2 separate regions of the Oryctolagus cuniculus genome follow, and region 1 is linked to region 2. Evidence: chromatin contacts called from public Hi-C data. All regions are on one chromosome and are shown on one strand. Each heading gives the region's core, a stretch centred on a gene start, on an enhancer-like site or on the middle of the called end of the contact. The rest is flanking DNA. Distances are from core to core; before and after follow the strand shown.

Region 1 (4,677 bases), core at 197-2,696, 50 kb after region 2:
AGGCTAATCCTCTGCCTGCGGCACCAGTACACCAGGTTCTAGTCCCAGTCGGGGTGCCAGATTCTGTCCCGGTTGCCCCTCTTCCAGGCCAGCTCTCTGCTGTGGCCAGGGAGTGCAGTGGAGGATGGCCCAAGTCCTTGGGCCCTGCACCCGCATGGGAGACCAGGAGAAGCACCTGGTTCCTGCCTTCGGATCAGCGCAGTGCACCGGCCGCAGTGCACCGGCTGCAGCAGCCATTGGAGGGTGAACCAACGGTAAAGGAAGACCTTTCTCTCTGTCTCTCTCTCTCTCACTGTCCACTCTGCCTGTCAAAAAAAAAAAAAATAAAATAAATAAATAAAAAAGATGACCCTGTGACTGAGGAGGAGGGGATAAAGGGGTACTAGTGCAGTGGTGATGTTTGATAAGAGAAGTGAATCTCAAACACATCAAAGTATGTAGGTTACACATAAAACAGGCTAGAGAAACCATTACCTCCTACAGAGGAACTAGGTGGGTCAGGGTGGGTGGAAGGATGGAAGTTTACTTTTTGCCATACCCTCTTTCGTATCTTCTAAATGATGTATAATCCTTTAAAATAAGCTTTCACTGGGATAAAATGACAAAGTCTGCAGAATATATTTTTTTTAAGGTTTATTTATTTTAAAGACAGAGTGACAGGCATGGAGAAAGAGAGAGAGATAGAGAAAAGAAAGCTCTTCCGTCCACTGGTTCACTCCCCAAATGGCCCCAACAGCCAGGGCTGGGCCAGGCTGAAGCCAGGAGCCTGGAACTTCAGCGAGGCCTCTTGCATGGGTGGCAGGGGCCCAGGCACTTGGGCCATCTTCTGCTGCTTTCCCAAGTGCAAGAGCAGGGAGCTGGATCGGGGTGGTGCAGCTAGGGATTTAAGCTGGTACTCCAACACGAGATGCCAGCATTATAGGTTGTGACTTAACCCATTGGGCTGCAATGCTGAGCCCCCTGTATGATTTTTTTTAAATTGTTTTGTTTACCATTTCAACTCCCTCTAAATCTTGCTGACCAAATTCAAAGCCCAGGTTACTTGAGAAGTCAAGGCTCCAGCTATGACCAGGGCATAACAATGTACAAACTTTGCTTGAAAGAAATAGCTGTAGTTCAGAAAGTCATACTCCTATGGGGAATTCACATGGCTGAGGGATGGAACAGAGGAGAGAGCTTTTGGACAGAGATAAAAAAGAAAGAAAAATGGTTTTGGTGACCTCAAGATCAGGAATGGTACTTGCCTGACACTGTTGGTAACAGAATGGCCAGATAGGTGACATGGAGAACTTGAACTACCCAGGCCTCTGCTGCAAGATGATCCTCTGAAAACTTGCTCTTGCTTGGCGCACAATATCCTCCCCAAGAAGCTGGAAATCTGACCTGGGCCTAGGAAAACAAACTATGCTCCCTACTCCTGGTGACATTTTAAGAACGGGGGATACTGTTCTGCTTGCCCAGTGCTCTGGTGGCCTTCCAGCACTGCCTGGATGACACATCACAGGATTTCCTCAACTGCACCCTGGCGTCCTGCTGGGAGGTCTTTCTCATTTTTTCCATGGTACACACAGTTATTGCATCACAAGCCAAACAGACTGTCCAGTGATGCTTCTGTAAACATGAGTCACATGTGAAGTTAAAGGGTTCTGTGTTCAGCCAGACAGTGGAGATCCCAAAGCACGTATCCTGCACACAGGGGGTGTGGGTTGAGGTGCTGCCCAGGGACTTGCCTCAGGCAGCAAGGCCCGTGCAGATCTGCTCCTGGTCATCCCTCACTTCTCCTCCAGGGGGAAGCTCTCCAACTGTCCTGTCAGAAAATGACTCTTTCTCCATGTACTCAGCTCTGTTTTTGTCTGTTTTCTGTTGCTATAACAGAACACCTGAGATTGGATAATGTATAAGGAAAAGAGGTTTGCTTTGGCTCAAGGTCCTAGGGACTAGAAAATCCCAGATCTGGTGGCTGCATCTGGTGAGGGCCTCACATTGCATCATAAAAAGGCAGAAATCAGAAGGGACAGCCGGCTCCACTGGAAGAGACGAAATATGAGGGGCTGCCTTGCTTTGTCACAACTTACCCTCTTGATAACTAATCTAGTTAGTCCTGTGAAAATTAACCCAGATCTGTCAATCTCTCAGAGAAGGGTACCTGCCACCTGTCAGCAGGGTTTAGAATCAAAGTTCAACAGGAGTTTGCAAGGGAACCAACCATATTAAAACCATATTAAAATCATAGCAACCTTCTTGGGCTTCTCTTGGATGGGTCCTTGATACCGCCATCTTGGCCAACCTTGGTCATTCCAGCTCAAGGCCAGGCAATCTTTCTGGCCTTCCCTTAAATAAGGAAGGGCACCCACACCAGCCTCCTGAAGCAACTCGTGCTGCCATCTCTTCCTGTTGAAATTCTACCCATTCTTTAAGTCCATCTCAGAAACGACCCCTTCTCTGGTTATCTCCACTGGTTACGCATTTTCCAGCCCCTGTGCCCTACGATGTTTGCTCTCTCTCTCTCTCTCTTTCTTTTTTTTTAAATGCTTTTCATCACCCTTGATCTGCACTTGGTTATGAATGTACATACCCCTTTTGGAAGGTGCTTGGAAAATTCCCTGAAAGATTTTCCTGATGCCACAGAGACTGTAACTCTTATCTCTAAGCAAAGTGCATGAAGAGCTATGAATCCTTTGTCCAAAACCACTTAACCTTTCTGCAGTGAGCAAGAGAAGCTATGTTGTATCTCCAGGTCCTTTGTCAAAAAGTCCTCCCAGATGGGCCGGCGCCGCGGCTCACTAGGCTAATCCTCCGCCTTGTGGCGCCGGCACACTGGGTTCTAGTCCCGGTCGGGGTGCCGGATTCTGTCCCGGTTGCCCCTCTTCCAGGCCAGCTCTCTGCTGTGGCCCGGGAGTGCAGTGGAGGATGGCCCAAGTCCTTGGGCCCTGCACCCGCATGGGAGACCAGGAGAAGCACCTGGCTCCTGGCTTCAGATCGGCGTGGTGCGCCGGCCGGCTGTGGCGGCCATTGGAGGGTGAACCAACGGCAAAAGGAAGACCTTTCTCTTTCTCTCTCTCTCTCTCTCTCACTGTCCACTCTGCCTGTCCAAAAAAAAAAAAAAAAAAAATCCTCCCAGAATTTTGCTTGCTAACTTGCTAATTAATTGTCCCATAGATGGACAGGGATACAGATAGAAGTGGACATGTGTCCAGCAGTGTTCCAGTGAGGTACAAGTACTCTATAAATGGACGTTACTGTGTGCTCTCAATTTCTTACCTGTGTGAAATAATTAAACAGGACATCCTCCCTGCCCTTCCACACCTGAGAGTTACCTACTTGTACTATCAGAAGGTCTACAGGTGAAGGGCTTACCCTTTGTTGTTTACCTGCATTGCTGAGGGAGCTAATTCCAAACCAGCTCTGGCACCCATGACCTCCGTATTTAGACAGAAGAACTGGAAATAACATCGCTAGAATTCCTCACAGAAATTACCAGGGAATAAAGGGAGGCTAACACCCTCTTGATGTCTCATGTGCACATTTACAACCATGGGAAGCTGCCCCGATTTTGTCAGCTCCAGTGACAGTATCTTGTCCTCACACTACAGTAATGCATTGAGGGCAGTGTCTGTGTCTCTCTCAATCTTGCACCATCTGCAGTAACCAGCTCTCTTTGCATAGTCAGGCTCAGAGGCCCCTCCTTTTACATTTGGATTCCCCTAGATTGACAGTTTGACACATAATATACCATTGAGCGAGTCTACTACCCCAACTGCAAGCTTGCTCACATCTTTTCTTCTTATACTAGGCATCTGAATGGAGTCTGGTGCTTACTAAGTGTGTGATGAGTGAGTGAATTAGTTGAAATTGGATTACCCTGTTGATATGCTCAAGCCAAGCTAAGTCCCTTGCCTTATTAAGGCCAGTGTATTTTACCCATTACATTTGGCTCAGTGATATAACAAATTGTACATAATACTAGTGCATACTTCAAATGCCAATTCATATGAGGGAATAATTTCCCAATAGTGTTATCTAGATTCTTCTTAAGTTCCCTGGGTTGAGGTCAGTCTTTGTAGTTAGTTTTGGGTTCCTGACCCAAACACAGCCTGTGCCAGTTATGAAAAAAAAAATCAGTTTTCCATGGTTTGGATAAAGAGGCGACCGTGGGAACGTGTACACCTCTGTCTCTAGTTCTGGTAAAATCACTGAAAAGCCAACCCAGCCTGGCTCTCCCACGTACCCACACGGAAATGAGGATAGATGAGGACTATCGAACAAGAGGAAATGGAACAGAGGAAATGGACCCATTTTGCAAGGCCAGCTTTGGCATCTGGAGCAGAGGAAAGCACTGGTCCCACTCAGAAGGGAATGATTGCTTCAGCTTTTTATTAGGAATGACTGAAGTAATCTTGCAAACTGTACTATATAAGGAAAAAATGTGGACCCAATTCATTCAAAGGAAAAACTCAAATGCAGATAAAAACTTATGAACAGAAATGAGTCATTATGGCCTTTTTAATTGCTAAAAATATGAACCAAGAGTCTGAATGAAGATAAAACAGTATGTCTCATTGATTATTATGTAACTCAAAATTGTTTCACAAAGGGATTGTAATGACATGAGCAAATGCTAGTGATACAGTTTGCATGAAGAGGGTTATACACAGCTGTGTTCACAGCATAACTGTC
Region 2 (4,607 bases), core at 832-3,331:
TCTGTAAGCTCCTCACGTGGAGGGCTGGGGGAGACCCACAGTCCAGTTTTAGGTGGGACCGTGCAGGGTCGGGGCAGGGGGTGTCTTCTCATGGTCCAGTGACCTCAGCTCCTCACGTCCCGACCAAGCCTGGCTCAGCCCAGCAGCCCACGCTGGCAGGAGTGCCTCAGAGCTAAGAGTGGGTCTCCACTGCTTCCAGCTACTTCGTGGGCTCCTGTTGCGTCATCTCCCCAACCAGGCTCCCTGCTGGGGCAGGCTGCTGGCAGCCTCATAGACTCTCCTCAGGAAAACCAACCTCCCAGAAGGAGAGCATGCTGAGGAGAACGGGGAGTAGGACGCGGCTCTTGCCGCCAGTTCACCGGCCACGGTCTCTTCCTTAAGCCAAGGACACACTAAGGAGGTGGCAGCTAAGGGCCACCAGCCTGGAGCTTCAGCTCCCCGCATGGAGTGGTCTCGGGGACCTCCGGCCACTGAGCGGTCTACACCGGGAGTGCTGAATCACAGGCAGACACTCATACCGCGAGCACAGACTTTCCCAGAGCGGAAATGAATGACCAGGCGCAGGAAGCGAAGCCTGATCAGGCCTGCCCTGCCTTCCCAAGGGAAGCCCATTTTACACTCTGGGCTCCTCCCTCCCTCCCAAAGGGCTCAGGTCTCTACCAGAAGAATCCTGCCTCTTCTGTGATGAAATGGAAATAATGGAAGTAGAAAGGAGGCTGAACAGTCTGCAGTCTCTGAACCAAGACTGAGTTAAAAACAGATGTCCTGGCCGGCGCCGCGGCTCACTAGGCTAATCCTCCGCCTTGCGGCGCTGGCACACCGGGTTCTAGTCCCGGTCAGGGCACCGGATCCTGTCCCAGTTGCTCCTCTTCCAGGCCAGCTCTCTGCTGTGGCCCAGGAGTGCAGTGGAGGATGGCCCAAGTGCTTGGGCCCTGCACCCCATGGGAGACCAGGAGAAGCACCTGGATCCTGCCATCGGATCAGCACAGCGGCCATTGGAGGGTGAACCAATGGCAAAGGAAGACCTTTCTCTCTGTCTCTTTCTCTCACTGTCCACTCTGCCTGTCAAAAACAAAAAACAAAACAAAACAAAAAAAAACAGATGTCCTCAGCCTCTGTCAGACAGGACGCTGCCTCCGACAGCTGTCTGTTGTTCCTGATGGAACAGCATAGCTGGGAAAGCATGCTCGATTAGATGAAGACCAGAAATTTGGCTAGTTGGACAGGAAAAGGAAAATGCAAAACGTCCATTACCTTCCTTCGCAAATGTCCATCTTCAGTTGCAAGAAATACATATGCCTGTGAAACAAGTGTTTTCATTAATTCATACTCAAAATGAAACAGGCAAAACACACACACACACATACACACACAAATTGATGAGTCAAGGACAAGACTTGTATACACGAAAAATAAAATACACAAAGATGCATTCCAGTCTAAGTACTGGGCGTTCTTCTGCACACTGCAAAGCTGCCCAGTCACCAATGAGGACCCCAGTCAGGGCCCGAAGTCCCAATTGGTGGGGGCATCTTGAGCCACAGCAGGCTGCCGTAGGGAAGGCACCAACTTCAGGAGTGGATGGGTACCCAGCATGGCAGTGGCCCGCCAATGGTCTGCTGGTGCCGCTGCCAGTAAGCGCCCCGGCCTGCAGCTGGGGCCTTCCAGGCTGATCACTAGGACCCCCAAGAGCTCTGTACCCGCAGCCACCTGCTCCACCTGTGGGGCCACTGTTCTGAACACGGTGCCTGTGCACACACACCCACCTACACTCCCTCTGTGTGCAGCTGCTCAGGGGAGGCCGGTCTGGGAAGAGGCCCTCTGTGGCTGGGGTACAAACACCCGCTGGCCTTTTTGCTGCATCCTAAGCCATCGGTGAGCTCGGAGGTGCTCATCTGTGAGCAACCCACAGAGGTAGCTTCAAAAACCAGGACCTGTTTTGCAGGCCAGCTGTCCGGGGGCCCCCAGCCCTGGCCTCTGCTCGGGGTGGGGTGGGGAGTTGGGGAAAGGTGCAGGCCACAACCCTGTGCAGGCCAGCAGATGCCCTGGGAGGTTTCTATTTTCGGGACACAGAATCCATGTGACACTTGGCCACTGGCTCCCACTCTTTTTTAAAGTCCAGGTTCAAATGGGAGAGACATTCCAGGGTCTGGCCAAGATGACAACAGGGAAGCCTCTTGAAATCTAATCTAGACTGGGCAGAGGCGCCAGGGGGCGGGAGGGAGGGAGAATTCTGGCAGGTTAAACAGATCAGTCTCAAATTCTTCCAGGTTTACAAAGGGCAAGGGGCTGGCTCTGTGACACACAGACGCTTAAAAGGCTAAGTACCACAAGCCCACAGTTATCCAGGCCTCAGCTGTGTGTGCACTGCTGGGTGACGCTTGCCCTCACTTCCACCACCTAACTGTGGGCCACACACCACGGCCTGCTTTTCTCACAAATCGGAGCTGAGCTAGGGTGGGGGTGGGGGGCCAGCCGTGTCTTATTTTAACCAGGACGCTCGCACTTTATTTACACAATCGCCCTATACTTCCAATCTCGTCTGCACTTAATGACATAAAACGCTCAGGATCAGCGTCCTGACCCTGCTATGGTTACTTTGACGGTGATCATCACCGGCAGCCCGCAGTGTGCCGCACGGACAGATGGGATATTGTACATGTGCTGATTCATGCCTGTATGGAATGGGAATGTCACTCTGTTCCACTTAGGAGAACACAATCAGTGTTTTCTAGTTTGTTTCTATGTTTATCCACGCTGACATTCAACCAGAATTAAGTGTTCCCTCCTCCTACAATGCTACTGAGAGAGAGAGGGGCAGGGAGAGGGCTATGGATAATCCCAGGGTAAACCTGAGCTTTTGCGGCTGGGCCATGCTGATCACTACACCTTCCCAGGGATCTGAGGGTGAACATGAACCCAGACATGCCACCCTGTCATTTGCTCAGCCAAGTTTCCGAGCCTACTCTATGGCATGAAACCCAGAGACATCAGAATAGCGAATGCCACCCAAACGCAGGGGCCTTCCGGGAGAAACTCGAAGGAGCCTCCTTTTAACTTATGTGGCCAGTAGACGACATTCTCCTGGGGAAGATCTAACTTGATCGGGAACAGCAGTGGCGGAGGCTCATAACAGACACGGACTTGATTAGAATAAAAGAGAGCTGCAAGTTGGGCAGTGGCATCGCCACACTCAGAGTGGACCCCACCTGTGATCCCAACCCCAGCAACAAAGCAATGAATGTCTCCCTATCCTGATCCTTTAAAAGCAAACAAACCAATAACAACAAAAATAAGCCAAATACCACCTCTGTACTCTTTCTTTGGCTCTTGAGAGCTAAATCCCCTTCCTTAAATTCCTTAAAGGGAAATCCCTTTTGGACAGACTCCAAAGCTGCAGCTTCATAAGGTACCATGGGCCAGCAATACATGTAAAACCCGGCATTTGAGTTAAAAAGTAAAGAAAAAGGCATGGGGATTAATGGTGGAAGCCTGGTAGAGTAGGAAAAAGATCTGGCAGTCCTGGCTGCTCCCAGCTTGACAGGAGTCGTGGGTGTGGCTACTGCTGTGGTTCTTGCTGCAAGAGGAAAGATCCAAAGCCCCAAGCCCAGGAGGAGACAACAAGCTCACTTGGCTCCACACCACCCATCTTAGACCGGAGAGGGCAGTGGGGGTGGGATGCCAACGCTGAACCTGTGAGTTTTAGGAGCAACACGGACCAGTGGGTTTTTTTCTGGGACACAGGCAGAAGCAATATTAGTCTACTGCTCATCCTGAGCTGGAATCTGGCTCTCTGCAGCCCCACCCACGAGCCGTAACTCTGCACGTCCAATTCCCCATTTCCCATTGCCACCCTCTGCGGCTCAGAAGGCAGCCTCAGGTCTCCTGAGTACCCCCACGTCCCTGGAGTGGCAGGCAGGCTCAGCAGGCAGATATGTGGCAGCGGGCACTGGAGAGACCCCTGGTGCAGGCTGGTCCTCTCGTCCCTTTCCTCCACATCTGCCCCTGGAGAGCTCTAACCCCCCCGCCCAGGGGGCCATGGCCTGGGAGATGGCCTGGCCATGGTGATGGACAACTGTGGGGCAGCCTGGTCCGCACTCAGCTTGGAACCTGGCACCTCAGGAGTCACTGCCGATTTAGAGAAAGGAAACAGCAGGATAGAAAAAACTCCAGGGTGCTCTGCACTTAACTAAAGTTTTCTAAAACTTTTTGTTTCAGTAATTTTTATAGATATGTGTACTGCATTCTGAGATAAAGTACATTTTTTAAAAGACCCCACTGGGGAACCAACCTGTGGCATAATGTGTTAAACCGTCACTTGTGACACCAGCAGGCCACAGAGCATTGAATGGAGTCCTGGCTGCTCCCCTTCCAATCAAGCTTCCTGCTAACATGCCTGGGAAGGCAGTGGAAGACAGAGTACTTGGGCCCCCACCACCTATCTGGGAGACCAGAACAGAGTTCCTGGCTCCTGGCTTCAGCCTGAACCAAGCAAGCCCAGCCATTGTGGCCATTTGGGAAGTGAACCAGCTGATGGAAGATCTCTCTCTCTCTCCCTCTCTGTTTCAGTCTGTCATTCAAATGTGTACACATGTATACATATGTAA

The links. Hi-C and Micro-C count contacts between places; a contact is called where the count stands out from the background.
Region 1: a Hi-C map of psoas muscle shows a contact between it and region 2, with 3 times the contacts expected there. The contact joins two enhancer-like sites. A contact is called at or near these places in 3 of 6 Hi-C or Micro-C datasets (ear pinna, psoas muscle and an unstated tissue).

Annotation. Positions count from the first base shown.
Region 1 is chr1:213,203,360-213,208,036 of mOryCun1.1, forward strand. The region is part of intron 1 of PTPN3 (protein tyrosine phosphatase non-receptor type 3); the gene reads right to left. Among named protein-coding and RNA genes, the nearest start is that of PTPN3, 35 kb to the right of the region's middle. Within about 2 kb of position 1,447, at least 1 of the 8 cell types and tissues checked has an H3K27ac peak or open chromatin away from gene starts, as enhancers often do.
Region 2 is chr1:213,152,395-213,157,001 of mOryCun1.1, forward strand. PTPN3 (protein tyrosine phosphatase non-receptor type 3) reads right to left here. Exons shown (of 25, transcript XM_070055403.1): 6 at 1,255-1,299. Among named protein-coding and RNA genes, the nearest start is that of PTPN3, 86 kb to the right of the region's middle. Within about 2 kb of position 2,082, at least 2 of the 8 cell types and tissues checked have an H3K27ac peak or open chromatin away from gene starts, as enhancers often do.